Regions from separate parts of the Pan troglodytes genome. Here regions 1 and 2 are each linked to region 3. The links are chromatin contacts, called in public capture Hi-C maps. All regions are on one chromosome and are shown on one strand. The core of a region is the stretch at or near the end of the contact, and the rest is flanking DNA. Distances in the headings are between cores, read along the strand shown.

The links. Capture Hi-C pulls out chosen DNA fragments and counts their contacts.
Region 1: a contact with region 3 is called in a capture Hi-C map of stem cell-derived neural stem cells, with 4 times the contacts expected there. The contact joins two enhancer-like sites. A contact is called at or near these places in 3 of 7 Hi-C or Micro-C datasets (induced pluripotent stem cells and stem cell-derived neural progenitor cells) and 1 of 1 other capture datasets (stem cell-derived neural stem cells).
Region 2: a contact with region 3 is called in a capture Hi-C map of stem cell-derived neural stem cells, with 4 times the contacts expected there. The contact joins two enhancer-like sites. A contact is called at or near these places in 1 of 7 Hi-C or Micro-C datasets (stem cell-derived neural progenitor cells) and 1 of 1 other capture datasets (stem cell-derived neural stem cells).

The regions. Positions count from the first base shown.
Region 1 is chr18:84,745,121-84,749,778 of NHGRI_mPanTro3-v2.0_pri, forward strand. It overlaps FOXL1 (forkhead box L1), which reads left to right. Exons shown (of 1, transcript XM_016930321.4): 1 at 1-4,658. Among named protein-coding and RNA genes, the nearest start is that of FOXL1, 5.1 kb to the left of the region's middle. Within about 2 kb of position 2,666, at least 5 of the 24 cell types and tissues checked have an H3K27ac peak or open chromatin away from gene starts, as enhancers often do. A contact at or near this core is called in stem cell-derived neural stem cells, where this site is marked.
Region 2 is chr18:85,442,612-85,447,056 of NHGRI_mPanTro3-v2.0_pri, forward strand. No RefSeq gene overlaps it. Among named protein-coding and RNA genes, the nearest start is that of C16H16orf95, 41 kb to the right of the region's middle. Within about 2 kb of position 2,145, at least 2 of the 24 cell types and tissues checked have an H3K27ac peak or open chromatin away from gene starts, as enhancers often do. A contact at or near this core is called in stem cell-derived neural stem cells, where this site is marked.
Region 3 is chr18:85,036,941-85,041,238 of NHGRI_mPanTro3-v2.0_pri, forward strand. All of the region lies in intron 2 of LOC129137364 (a long non-coding RNA gene), which reads right to left. Among named protein-coding and RNA genes, the nearest start is that of FOXL1, 300 kb to the left of the region's middle. Within about 2 kb of position 2,186, at least 1 of the 24 cell types and tissues checked has an H3K27ac peak or open chromatin away from gene starts, as enhancers often do. A contact at or near this core is called in stem cell-derived neural stem cells, where this site is marked.

The DNA of each region.
Region 1 (4,658 bases), core at 1,416-3,915, 290 kb before region 3:
TTAGGTGCCAGTAGGCTGAGGCTGGTTGGGGGTCTGGAGTCCAGTGCTTTTGTTCCAGGTGAGTGGGACAGGCCGGGTCAGAGCTACCCAGAGAGCCCGCCCCTTGCCTCCCAGTGAGCACTTTCTTGCACCACATATTTGAAATGCTTTCCCAAACTTTGAGAAGCGTTCCCTGCCTGCCTCTTGCATGGCCTCAGCTCACGAAGACGTTTGAAATGTTTGCTTTTTGACATAGGCATGTAAGGAAGGGGGCGGACGGTTTCAGGGGAGATTGGAAGGCTGGCAGCCGCTCTTCAGGGACAGCCACTGGGTCTGGGAAGACACCACCCACCTGTAATTTGTGCCAGGCTTTCTCTTCCCTTTTCAACCTTCCTGCTGTAGAGCAAAAGCAGAGGGCTAGGTTTGTCTGAGTGTCAGCCTTGTGGGGACTTCATCCTGGGTGGTGGGTATGTGAAGAGGGAAGGGGGCATGGTTGGTAAAGCTGCTGGCATCCCAGACCCATTTAGGGCATGGAGCTGGGAGGCTTCCACCCCCTTTGTGTCCTGAGGTGCAGCTTCATGCTCTGGAACGTCAGTCTATGCCCACCCAGGCTGCGAGGTCATGGAGACCCTGGGCCTCACCTGTCTCAGCGGCCCTCTGGCCCTGGGTCTCCATCTGTCTTGTGTTATTTTCACAGGTGGCCTTCCTAGTGGAGTCCCTCTCTCTAAGGCCGAATCCATGTGCACCAACTCAGGCCCTTACTAAGATTCAGGTGACATCAGACAGATCACCTTAAGCACTCTGGGACAGTCTCTCGGCTGAAAACAGTCATAGCATTGAGAGGGTTATCTCCGGGATTCATGAATGTCACACAGGTTGGCAAGGTGCTTCCATAGTGTCCTGTTCATAGTAAACTCTCATGACCAGCCATTAAGGTTTACGTGGAACACAGAAGAGAAAAAGAGGAAGAGAAAGGAATCTTTGGTCTGAGTGACCTGCATTTATCATACCGTGCTATGCAGCCCCGGCGGGGAACGCCACTGTGTCTGGGAAGATGCCACTCACCTTTAATTCTGCCAGGCTTTTCCTTCCTTTTTCAACCTTCCTGCTCTACAGGGAAAGCAGAGGGCTGGGCTTTTCAAAAACCCAGTGAGAGCATGTGCACCAACTGCCTCTGTTTAGAGCCTTTCCATCATTTCTGGGAACAAGGTGTGCTATAAATAAGTGCATCGTTTGGGAAGTCCCACCCAGCTTTTGGGTCTCCTTCTGCATTTGCTGATTCAGTGGGACCACCATTACCTTCATGTCCCGCTCACTGCCTCCCAAGAGAAGGGAGGCCCTGGGCCCTGCTACTCCAGCTCTGGAAACCTTCCACTCTCTTCAAAGCGGGCGGGGAGGGAAGGAGGGAGAGGTCTTCTGGCTTTTGGTGGAACATAAGCGAGGACTCTGGGATTTTCTTACAATGTCCCGAATCTCCCAGCTCCGGGGGTGCTGCACACCCTCTCCTCTCTGGAGGGCCCCTCTCCCACTGTCTACTCCAGACAATCTCTGCCTCTGAGTCCTTCCAGATACCTGAGCATGTCAGACCCCAGAGCACCCACTTTTGGAGGACACTCACGTGGGCTGTGGTCCCTGTGCAGCCATTTCCTACTTTCAGGGTCTTGGGGTGTTCTGTGCCGAGCCTCAGTTTCATCATCTGTCAAATGGGTGAATCTGCCACGCCTGCCTTTCACAGATTTAGTAAGAGTTGGCAAGAGAACTTCCATGGAGCCCTGAGTGTCCACACTGGTGCTGTTGTAAGATGATTTTCTGTCTTTGGAGCACTTCCTCATGGGACACCTGAGGCAGGTTAACTTACAGGGCTTTGTTCAGTTTCCTGGTTTGCAAAATGGGAGCGACAGAGGTTTCTATTAGGGCTGCTGTGAGGATGAAATGGCTCAGTACATTCTAGTTATTCATATTATTATCATCTGTCTCCAATGTTTTTAGGTTGTCAGTAAGGTGAGGGGCTAAACCCTTCATCTTTCCACCGCAGCTCTTCTCAAACGTGCTACACGCGGTGGAATCATGCATACGTATGTAACACACACACACGTCGTACATGTGGTAACTGTCTTTACGTTTGGAAAAGTGATGCAGATATTTGGAAAGCGACACAGATTACTGTTAACTCAGGTTTCTGCTTTTTGCTTTCCAGTGAGGAAGGTTGAGTGGATGGCTTGGGGCGCAGTGGGAGGAGCTCTTGTCTCTTACCGGTCAGCCTTTTTATCTGAGGCCGTTTTCATCACCAATGCCTGGTCTCTGATCTGCCTCCCTGAGGAACGCACATGCGCTTTGTCCCAGGACTGGGAAGGAGGCGGTCTACCCTCATCCCACGCTGAACCCCGTTTCTGCTCAAGCCTCAGAGTTGGAAACTCCAGTCCTTCTGGAGCATCCGGGCAGGCCAGAGATCTCAGGCTTTTCTTGCAGGCTGGGAGGTGAGCCCTCACCAAGTGACTTCTCAGATGACGCGCTTTTCTGGGATCCGAGGCTTATGAATCTACAGGGAACATTCAGTGTCCCCATCTGGCTCTCTAGGACACTCGTTCTAGAGGCCCGCCCGGCCGTCTCCCAGGCTCGGCTGCCTCCCGCAGGCCCTTCGCTCTGGCCTCAGCCAACAGAGCCTCCGCACGAGGGCGCATCCGCTCTCGGACTCCCAGGGCTTGAGCCTGCACTCCCCGGAAATATGGAAATTGCCCCAGCGCGGGGTTCCTTCTAACAGAGGCCCCTCCTAGGCTCAGGTTACAAACTCATCAATCACCCGGGAGCCCGGGATTCAAACCCGCTCTGGAGCCGGGCTGGGGCGCAAAGCCGGAGTTCTACAGCTGAAACCTCCCAGAGATTTTGCACACTTCTGCAAACGCGCGGGGCTGGGTGTGCGTCTCCAAACCGCGACTAGAGCGTGGGCATTTGTTTTTTGTTTTTTGTTTTTTTTCTCTCTCTCCTAATCTCTCCCTCTTTCTCTCTCTTTTTTTTTTTTTTTTTGCTTTACTATCGGTGCCCCGCCCACCAGCCTCCCGTGTCTCCGCCCACGTCCCGCCCATTACCAAATCGGGCAGTATTTATCACCGTACAAATTCAAGCTCGGATTTGCCTTAGAGTTTAGAAGACGCGCCGGGACGGCGGGAGTTTCGGTAGAGCCAGGGATGTGCGTGCTGGACTTCGGGTGCCGCGTGGGGAGCTCCAGGAGGGGCTGTGGGATAGGAAGGTGGGGAAGGGGTTGCATAGTGACACCGGTTTATCTCTCGGTCTGTGTGTGTTGGAGCGAGCGCCGAGGCTGGAGAAGGAACTGGATCCAAACTTGAGCTTGCTGGGGGCGCGCGGCCCCGGAGAGGTTGGGTGACCCCAGAGACTGTGGGGCCTGCGGGTTGCAAAGGCGCTGGCATTGAGGTTTCTTCATCCCAAGTTTGAAAGGGGTGCGCGGGTGAGAGCAAGTGGTAACGAAAGGACAAAGCCCCGCCCCTCCTGGCCGGAGGTTCACCCCCAGGACCTAGGCGGGCGCGGCCGGGCTGCTCGCTGGACCCACGTTAGAGGAGCAGGGCCGCGGAGGGAGGCCCGAGGTGTCCCAGGGACTGGCCTGTCGCTCCCGCAGGCAGTGCCGGTACCCAGACCGGTTTTTCCACCCTTCCTGCGACTTCCTTTTTGGTATTTTAAATTTACCGGCTCCCCTGCGGTCTACTTATTCCATGGGCTGGGTACCCAGGAAACCCAAACACACGGGTTATTTCTGATTTTCTCATTTTGAAAAAGGATGCCCGCCACGTTTCCGTGTTCAGAGGCTACCTGAGCACTCACATCCTCAGCCGGGTGTGGCAGCGGCAGACACTCCCCCTACCCCTGTAAGTGCCCTCGGTGCCTCTCCCTCCTTCCTGGCCCACTGGCAGTGGGCCATTTCTACACCCACCTGCCATCCTCCCCCTTCCCTCATCTCTTTGACATGCTCACACGATTTGCTCAATGAGACGCCAGTTATCCGAACGTGTGTGTGTGTGACAGTGTGTGTGTGTTTTAATATTCAGGGGGTGATCATAAACAGGAAGTAGTCACACTAGGTGCCTCTACCCTTACCCTAACCGGTGGAGTGGGGAAGAGAGGCCCCCTTCGAAATCAGCATGATTCAGGATTTTTTATTCAAACAGTGATGTGGGAAAATGTAAAATGAGATGGGGGTGGAGGGCCGCGTACACCCCAGGGTGGGTGGATACGGGGAGAGCAAGCAGGCTTCCCAAATGCCTAATGTAATCACGGGCCAGCTGCACGCACTTGTAAAGTTGTTATAACCCCCTCCTTGTTATAAACAGGAAAGCCCAGAATATAAAGCTGGAGACCCACATTCACAAATACCAGGCCTCCCGCGCCAGCTGCCACGGCCTCCTTTTATGGTGTTCCTCTCTTGCAACCTTGGCCCCATCAGGAGGACCTTACTTTTGCCCCTGGTTCTCTAAATGGGTTTATTTTGAAACCTTCCTCAATGGAGCTGTGGACCATGAGCTCTTCCCCAGGCCCCCAGTGCCTTAGGCCTTCCCTTCCAGAGAGACTGGGCTCCCAGAGTCCACTTTCCCTCCGATTTCCGGAGAGCCCTGGAAGGGAGGGTGTGGGAGAGCAGGTCCCTAGAGAGTGCCACCTCCTACTGGGTCTGC
Region 2 (4,445 bases), core at 895-3,394, 410 kb after region 3:
GCTCAGGTACAAGTTCACGAGGGGAGGAGCTGGGTGGGGACCTGACGATGTGGCTGCACGGTCCCCCAACATCTTCTGCATTTGGCCCACATACAGTGCCATCCTAGTAGATATTTGGGGCTTGCCACCATTGATTTAGCCTTGGTCCATAGGAGGTCATCATGGCCCACTCAAAAGTTCACTGCCTCAGACGCCCTCTCCCAGGACCCTGCCCAAGGCAGTGACTGTGGGCGTTATAGCCTGTGTCTACTGAAGGGGGTGTGTCCACCAGGGAACTCACCTGCAGTGGCGTGTGTCCTGAATGAACATGCACACGCCACTGCCCACACACATGCACACACATGAACACGTGTGTACTGGAAAGCAACCCAAAATCCCTAGAAGACCTAGAGAGGCATGGAGAAGCACATTTCTGATTTTTGCAGACACCCAGTGGCCAGAGACCATTGTTATGCAGCTCTAGCCTGAAACCCTTGCTCCTCTCAGCCAGTGTCAGCCACAGCTCTCCGGAGAAACAGAACTAGCAGGAGGTTTAATATGTGTGTGCACGTGTGTGTAAAGAGAGAGAGACAGATTTTTAGGAATTCCTCATATAACTGTGGAGGCTGGTAAGTCTGAAATGTGTAGGGCAAGCCGGCAGGCTGGAAACCCAGGCAGGAGCTGATGCTATGGTCTTGAGGCAGAATTCCTCCCTCCCAGAAAAACCTCGGAGTTTGCTCATAAGGTCCTCCCCTGATTGGATAAGGCCCACCCACACTGTCAAGGGTAATCTGCTTCCCTTGAGGTCAGCTGATGGGAGAGGCTGACGACATCCACCAGCACCTTCTCAGCAGCACCCAGATGGGTGTCTGACTGGACCATTGGGCACGGCAGCCTGGCCACAGGACATGTGAACCCCACCGTCAGCCCATCAGGGTCTGAGCCAGGTATCAGAACCCGCCAGGTATAAGAATCCACTCGCGTGTCAGAACCCAGGACCCAGTGATACCAGAGGATCGGAACCCGCTCAGGTTGACACACCAAGGAGTCACACCTGCTTCTCACTCCAAAGTGCTTCTCGTAGACGCGCTTTTACAGGCTTTCTTTGACATGAAATGTTACTTGGGAGACTCTCCAGCACACTGCAAAATGTAAACTGTGATCGTATGCATATGCGCCTGTATATCAGAGGACCAACATGCAATGTGTTGTTGAAAATCTTTTTGTTGGGTTGCCTCAGAAGGCCTGTCTTGCTAAACAATGGATTCTACAAAGTGACCAAGCAACAAAAAGAAACTTCGAGTTTTAAATTTCAGCTAATTCTCTCATCTACAACAAACCCTTCTTTAATAAAAATGACTGCAATGAAAAAATCCCTAAATAACAAAAAAGCCGCCTGACTCAAATCAATGAGCAATATCACTCCAGCCACATCCAATGGAATGAAATGGCACAAGATTACTGCTATGAGATCCGACCCGTAGAATTCAAATGTGCATGACCTTGTCCTTATGAAATGAATGGTGGGAGTGGAGAAGCCAGCAAAGGAGAGAGTTACATTCAACTCAAAACCAGGAAGTCAACTTCTCCTAAGAAAGGCCCCTTAAAATGTTCAGGAGAGTTTGTATAATCACAAATACATAGGGGAAAAAAATCGTAAATATACTTTTCATTATGGTTGAAGAAATGGAAGAGAAGTCTACTTTGCAAATGTGGGGGGAAGCCCTCTGACTCATGAAATGGGGGGGTAGGGTAAGGGAAGGAAACATTTGGGATTAAATATTGTCATTTGAGTGGCGCAGCTGATGAAAGCCAGGAAATTCTAAATGTGTGCACCGACAATCTGCCACTCCAATTTTACACTCCGGACTCCTGAACAAAAGCTACACTGTGAGGTGCCTGGGGACGGCGCTGGCGTGACTACGGAGGGAACGGGGCACAGGTTTCCTTTCAATTTAATGACTTTTCAGTGGTGAGTGTGAAAACCAAAATGTTGTTCTGCGAGGCAAGGCGGACGCTTGGCCCTGCCCCCTCCCCCAAGCACTCCAGTGAGATGATTTCGTGACTGGGGACAGTCATCTTGCCCTGCGTCACCTCGAAGCATTTAAATCCTGCTCCCACCAGCAGGATCCCTCCTGCCCTCCATATGGACGCATGGGGGCAGCCACACCATCCCTGGGTCCTGAGCCCAGACAACCCTGGCACTGTCCCCACCACAGTGAATTAACCCTGGCCATGGCTGATGCTGGCTCTCTACAGAAAGCCAAATGCCAGCGTGCAGGGAATCAGCCCAGGAGGAGACTGTGTGTGTTCAGAGTCAAAGAGCCCCTTAGAATGGCAGGCACTGTTCGCTGATGTGCATTCTGGGGGAAATGACAAGGAGACCGTAAGTCACAGCGCCCCCAGGGCTCCCTGTGTTTATTTACTGAGTTCAGCCAACAGCCTTCGAAGTGATTTAGACGGCCCTCCAGATAAAACTCTGGGAGATTCAAAAGGGGCTTTTACAAACTTAACCTTGCCTGGGCGGTGGGCGCAGGCGGGTGGGAGAAAGCACAGAGGAGGCGTCGGAAGGGGCCTGGGGCCTAAGACCACCTCCCGTGACCGCCTCTGAAGTCTAGGGGTGGTTCTTTGAACATAAGACTGAGGTGTCCGAGGGACAGAGGTACCCTAGGCCCCAGGCCCAGGAACCCAGAGCAAAAACAGCTCCACAAGTCGCCTGCCCAAGCATGAAGCTGCAGAGAGCGTCGGAGGAAAAGAAAAAACACCCAGGCCTTGAGACCAGAGGGAGAAACCATGAGGCAATGGCCGGGTGCGGCGGCTCACACCCATAATCCCAGCACTTCGGGAGGCTGAGGCCAGAGAATTGCTTGAGGCCAGCAGGTTGAGGTTGCAGCGAGCTGTGACTTCACCACTGCATTCCAGCCTGGGTAACAGAGCAAGACTCCATCGCCAAAAAATAAAAATAAAAATGAAAAGAAAGGAGCAGAAGGCCAGGCATGGTGGCTCACGCCTATAATCCCAGCACTTTGGGAGGCTGAGGCAGGCAGATCGTTTGAGGTCAGGAGTTTGAGACCAGCCTGGCCAACATGGCGAAACCCTTTCTCTACTAAAAATACAAAAATTAGCTGGCCATCGTGGTGGGCACCTGTAATCCCAGCTACTCGGGAGGCTGAGGCAGGAGAATTGCTTGAACCTGGGAGGCAGAGGTTGCAGTGAGCCAAGATCGCACCATCGCATTCCAGCCTAGGCAACAGAGAAAGACCCCATCTCAAAAAAAAAAAAAAAAAAAAAAAAAAAAGAAAGGAGCAGGAAGAGAAGAGACATAAATAGTAGATTTGCTGAATCTGAGGATTCTTTCCCTTTCTGCACTTTCAGGCTGAGATCTCTGAGCTCTGAGAAAAGCCACTTGGAACCTCGCCAGTGGCCTCCACCCTTTTTCAGAGGACAGCAAACACTGGCGCAGCCTGCACTTGTCCCTCCTTGTCAGGGATTTCTTTGCCCTGGCTTAAAGAACACCCCAGCCTGCACTAATGGGCCTAGGGTGATGCCCACACTTGCAGGGACCCACCACACACCGCCTGTCCTCCTCCTCCAGGCTGCCCCGCAGCCCTTCAGCCATGCAGGATGCTTTCCTGCCTCCACACCTCCACCTAGGCTGTTCCCTCTGTCAAATGCCCTTCCCACACGACTTCCGCCTAAGAAATCCTAATTGTCCCTTAACACTCAGCTCAAAAGTCATTTCCTCCAACGCACCTGGGACAGAAGAGACCACACTCTGCCCATGTTCCCCAGAAACTCCAGAGGGAGCAGGACACGCTTACCCCTGTGAGTCTGAGAGGCGGGGTTGGGTGTTCATCTGTGTGCACTTGGTCCCTGAACACGGCAGGTGCTCCATAAATGTCAGGCCCACTCCCCTAGACATCAAGAGGGCTGCATTCTCCAACAAAGCCCCTCTCAGTGACAAGCGTATCTCAGAGCCCCCACAGTCTCTGACCATAGCAACAGGACCAACATCCCAGTCGAAGCGGGGGTGTCCCAGGCAGCAGGCGAGGACCACGCTGCATGTTCACAGGCTCAGTTATAGCCGTCGACCACGCCACGGCGCCCAACCACGCCACGGAGCCCGACCATGCCTCGACCATGCCACGGCGCCTGAACTTTTATCTCCATTTCTCAGGTGAGGACCTGAGGCTCGGGTGGCCCCGTCACTTTCCTAGGGGCATTGGGCAAGAGGCAGGGACTGTGCACAGCCCAGAGCTGCCGTCTCCGTCTCTCAGAAAAGCAGCCCTGAGTCTCAGCCCTGCCATCCTTTCCCACAGGATTTCCAGGCAGGGCTCAAAGAAGTCCCTTCCTCACTCTAAGACGGGTCCTCAAAGCTTGGATGCAGGACCTGAATAGAGCTGCGCTCATTGATTTGATTTGATTTTTCCTTCTAGATAACTGGCTCAAATACCTATTGTTTTCCC
Region 3 (4,298 bases), core at 936-3,435:
AGGCTGTTGCACAGGTTTAAGCTCAGGGGTACCCCAGCATGTGGACATGGTACAGGTAAGAACCGTGAATGGCACTAGTCCAGTCGAGGATGGCCTGGATGTTGATGATCACCACGAAGCTACTGGACAACACGTCGCTCCTCTGCAAAGCCTGGGGCCAGTGTAGAAACCGAGGCATGGTCTCTGCTCTCCATTGAGGGCATCTATGGGTCCACAGCTGGGCGCTGACCTCAGGACTGTCTGCTGCAGGCCATGGCTGTGCCCACCCAGGGGGTGCTGGGGCAGGTGGCCGGGTCCCATCTGCTGAGCCGAAAGGTTAGGCCAGCGTCTAATTAAAATGACTCACGGTGAACAGGAAAAAGCACTTGGGGGTGATATGGTTTGGTCGTGTCCCCACCCAAATCTCATCTCAAATTGTAATCCCCATAATCCCCACGTGTGGAGGGAAGGACCTGGTGGGACGTGATTGGATCACGGGGGCGGTTTCCCCCAGGCTGTTCTGGTGATAGTGAGTGAGTTCTCCTGAGATCCGATGGTTTAAAATCTTGTGATAGTGAGTTCTCATGAGATCCGATGGTTTAAAATCTCTGATAGTGAGTGAGTTCTCATGAGATCCTATAGTTTAAAAGTGCTTGGCAGTTTCCCCTGGGCTTTTCTCTTTCCTGCCACCTTGTGAAGAAAGTCCTTGCTTCTTCTTTGCCTTCTGCCACGATTGTCAGTTTCCTGAGGCCTCCCCAGCCATGGGAACTGTGAGTCAATTAAACCTCTTTCCTTTATAAATTACCCAGTCTTGGGTAGTATCTTTATAGCAGTGTGAAAATGGACTAATACAGGGGTTTGCTTCTTCCTCCCTCCTTCCCTTCTCTCCTCCCCTCCCTCCCCCTTCCCCCTTTCTTCCCTCCCTGCCTTTCTATTTCCTTTATTCACTCAGTCAGCAAAGGAAACTCCAGTGAGCAGGAGTTCCCTTATGCTAAGGGCTGAGAGAAACTTAGAGATGAATAAAAGATGAGCTCTGGCTCTGCCCTCTGGGGGCTTACACAAGTATGTTTGGCGAGGACCCTGTCTCCACGCCATCTCCTCGTCCTTCCCTCCCTCACTCATCTTGGTGCCAGGACCCAACCACCCAGCTGCCTGCAGAGCCATACCAGGTGGGGCATAGCCAAGCCCAAATGCGGCTGCCCTGAGCCCTGAGGCCACGCCCTCAGCACCAGCCCGTGATCTAGCTCAGTCCCAAACTAGCTGGGCTGGAAAGAGGCCTCCAGGAACACTTTCAAGGGCTCCTTTCACATTTAGCAAATGGCTCTTTCAAGTCCAATGTTCTCGCTTGCTCAGCAGAATTCCGATTTTCTTGATTTATGCTGACAATCGCACATTCTTTTATTGCTGTTTAAGCCCCTGAAAGCACGGGAGGGGAAAACGTGATGAGAATCTGTGGCCCACTGTCTCCCTCCTCGTCTCCCTCACCCACTCTGCTCCTCTGGAAAGTGCTTCTCTCTGAGTTCTGGTCCCTGCTCGGCTGACCACGGAGGAGTGGGAGCTGGCACTGGCATCTGTGCATAGCCCGTATTGACGCAGAAATGGCTGCATGGGAAGAAATTGGCCAGGCTTTCCAAAAACTGGGATGCAATTTCCCCCAACACGTTTTAGGGAACTTTGAACCCTGTCCCTGAGAAGATCTGGAGAGCAGGAGAGGTAGTCCAGGCCACACATGTCTGCTCCGGGCTTGGTTTTGGCCGGGAGCTGGGACAATCAAGGTCAGCTGGTGTCTGAGATTGAGGGAGCACTTCGGTGCGGCCTGGTGTGGCACTCAGGGCCTGCTACCCCTGAGTGTGTGGCCTCAGGCAAGTGGCTTGCCCTCTCTAGGCCTTAGATTTCCTGTTATAAAGTGAGAGATTTGGATAAGCTTGGGAGCTCAGAAACCACTTAGCCATAGACCCCTGCTCACCGAGTACCATCAGAAGCCCATCCTCACACATTGTCAGTGGGTGTCAGCATGGGTCTTCAGGAAGGAATGCCACGATGGAGTCAGGAATGTGAGCTATGTATTAGGGAGGTGGTGCTAGTGCACTGCAGAAAATGGAGGGGGAGCTGGAGGGTGTGGGCGAGCCTTCAGATTGCAATGCTGGTCCGACACCCGTGAGAGGAGAGGGGAAGGAAGGAGCATGCAGTAGCAAGAGCCTCATCCTGCAGTGTATCTCAGAGGATGTCTCAGCCATGCTGACCGAGAGCCCCAGACTGAAGGTGCCCCCTAGAGGATGCCCCTGCTAGGCAGAAATGGAGGGGCCCTGTGCTTCTGCCATGCTTGGCCATTAGCTGCCCTGGAGACATGGGGCCTTGGCTGGAGAGCAGAGGCAGAGCCAGAGGGCACTGGAAGCTGGAGGCACCAGCCACCTTCACCCCACAGCAGGGTTTCTCCTGACATGAGGGACATCTGAGCCATGCACCCCATGGGCTCTTGCCACAAGAATGTCAAATCGGTCAACTTCTTTCAAAAGTGTTTGGACAGTATTTGCCAAAAACTTAAAAACAGAAGATTCTACCAAATAAATTCCACTTCTAGGGATTTATCCAATGGATCAATTCATGCCTCTGTACAAAGAGATAAACATTTTGTTACACCCTTGTTTGTAGTAACAAAAGATTGGAAACAACCAAAATGCCCAGTATCAGAAGACAGAATAAATAAGTCATGGTATGTCCACATACTGGAATACCATGTCCCCACACTGGGGTACCATGTCCACACACTGGAGTACCATGTCCACACACTGGAGTACTATGTCCTATGCTGCCATGGTAAATAAAAAGGATGAGGCATCACCAAGCATATGGACAGGAAAGAATTCCAGGTGAATTGCTGAGGAAAAGGGCAAAGCATTGGAGGCATCAATAGCAGGCTACCACTGAGTAAGGAAAGTGGGTCTTTTCTTTGCATCTGCTCAGATACAGAAACAAAACATCAGAAGGACCCATGAGACACTCACTCAGTGCTCTGGGGAGGGACTGGGAACTGGACTCCAGGGAAGAATTACTTTCCATTCATTGCCCTCCTGCTCCATTGACACTGCTGTTATGTTTAACACACCTGTAGATTGTTTTTTAAAATCCTCATGCAGATGCTCAGCCTTTAAATCAACATCTGAATCTGATACCTTGGTGCCCCCTTATAGTAATTGTTGGTGCCCCCTCTTCATCCCCTGATGTGCCTCACAAAAGACCATTTACTGTGAATCCCTGTGGCTCTAACAGAATCAGCCCACTGCCAATAGCAGACAGGGGATGTGATGTATAAATATCCCAGCTCCCTCACTCATTCACTGAGATAACTGAGGCCAGCTCTACACTGACCCCCAGAGGTCCACAGTGGTACTGAACCCCAGGTGCCCGGGGCAGTGGCTGCCTATGAACTAAAGCTCTGCTGCTGTTCCCCTTCCCTGTCCTGCCTCCCCACTCCCTTGGGGGTTTCCCTGGGTCACCTCCCAAATAAACAGCTTGCCCATGACTCCTTGTCTCTAGGTATGCTTCTGAGGAGCCCAAACTAAGACCCAACAGAGGCCACCAAACTCCCAGGAATTCTGCAGTAGCACAAAGCCCAGCCTGAAGAACACTGGGCTGGAAATTGATTTCCTCTAAGGCCTTTTCCAGTTCCGACCTCCCGTGCCACCAGGCAGATTGTCTCTTTTCTGGATAGTTTCTAACTAACACCAGGATTATGGTTAAGTGCAAAGAGAAGTGTATGAGACACAGATGAGTCTCTTACATAAAATAAATGAAATAGAAGGACTTCCAGGGCCCAGCGGCCCCAAGTAAGCCTGTTCTCTGGAGAACTGGATGTAGAAAGGGGGGGTCCCCACATTATTGGAACCCTGAGCCCTGCAGGTGCTGCTTGGTCAGCAGCCAGCCTTAGGAGCAGGAGGCGGCAGAGTCCTATGCATGTTGAAATGTAAAGGTGCTAACAATATTCAGACCCATAGAAGATTCCTCCTCTCTGTTGTGGGGGTAAATTATGTCCCCTCAAAAAGATATGATGGTATCCTGACTCTGGATCCTCAGAATGTGACCTAATTTGACAACAGTCTTTGCAGAGGTGATCAAGTTAAAATGAGATCAGCAGAGTGGCCCTATTTAATATGGGGTCCTTTTGACTTAATCGGATCAGCATCTTCCTAGCTGTGGTGCTTAGGCTGAGGCAGGACTTGAAGAGATACACAGAAATAATCTCCACCCCGCTCTCCTTTCTACCTTACCCCATCCCTATCTCTCCCTTTCTGTTTCTCTTCCTCCCTACCACCCATTCC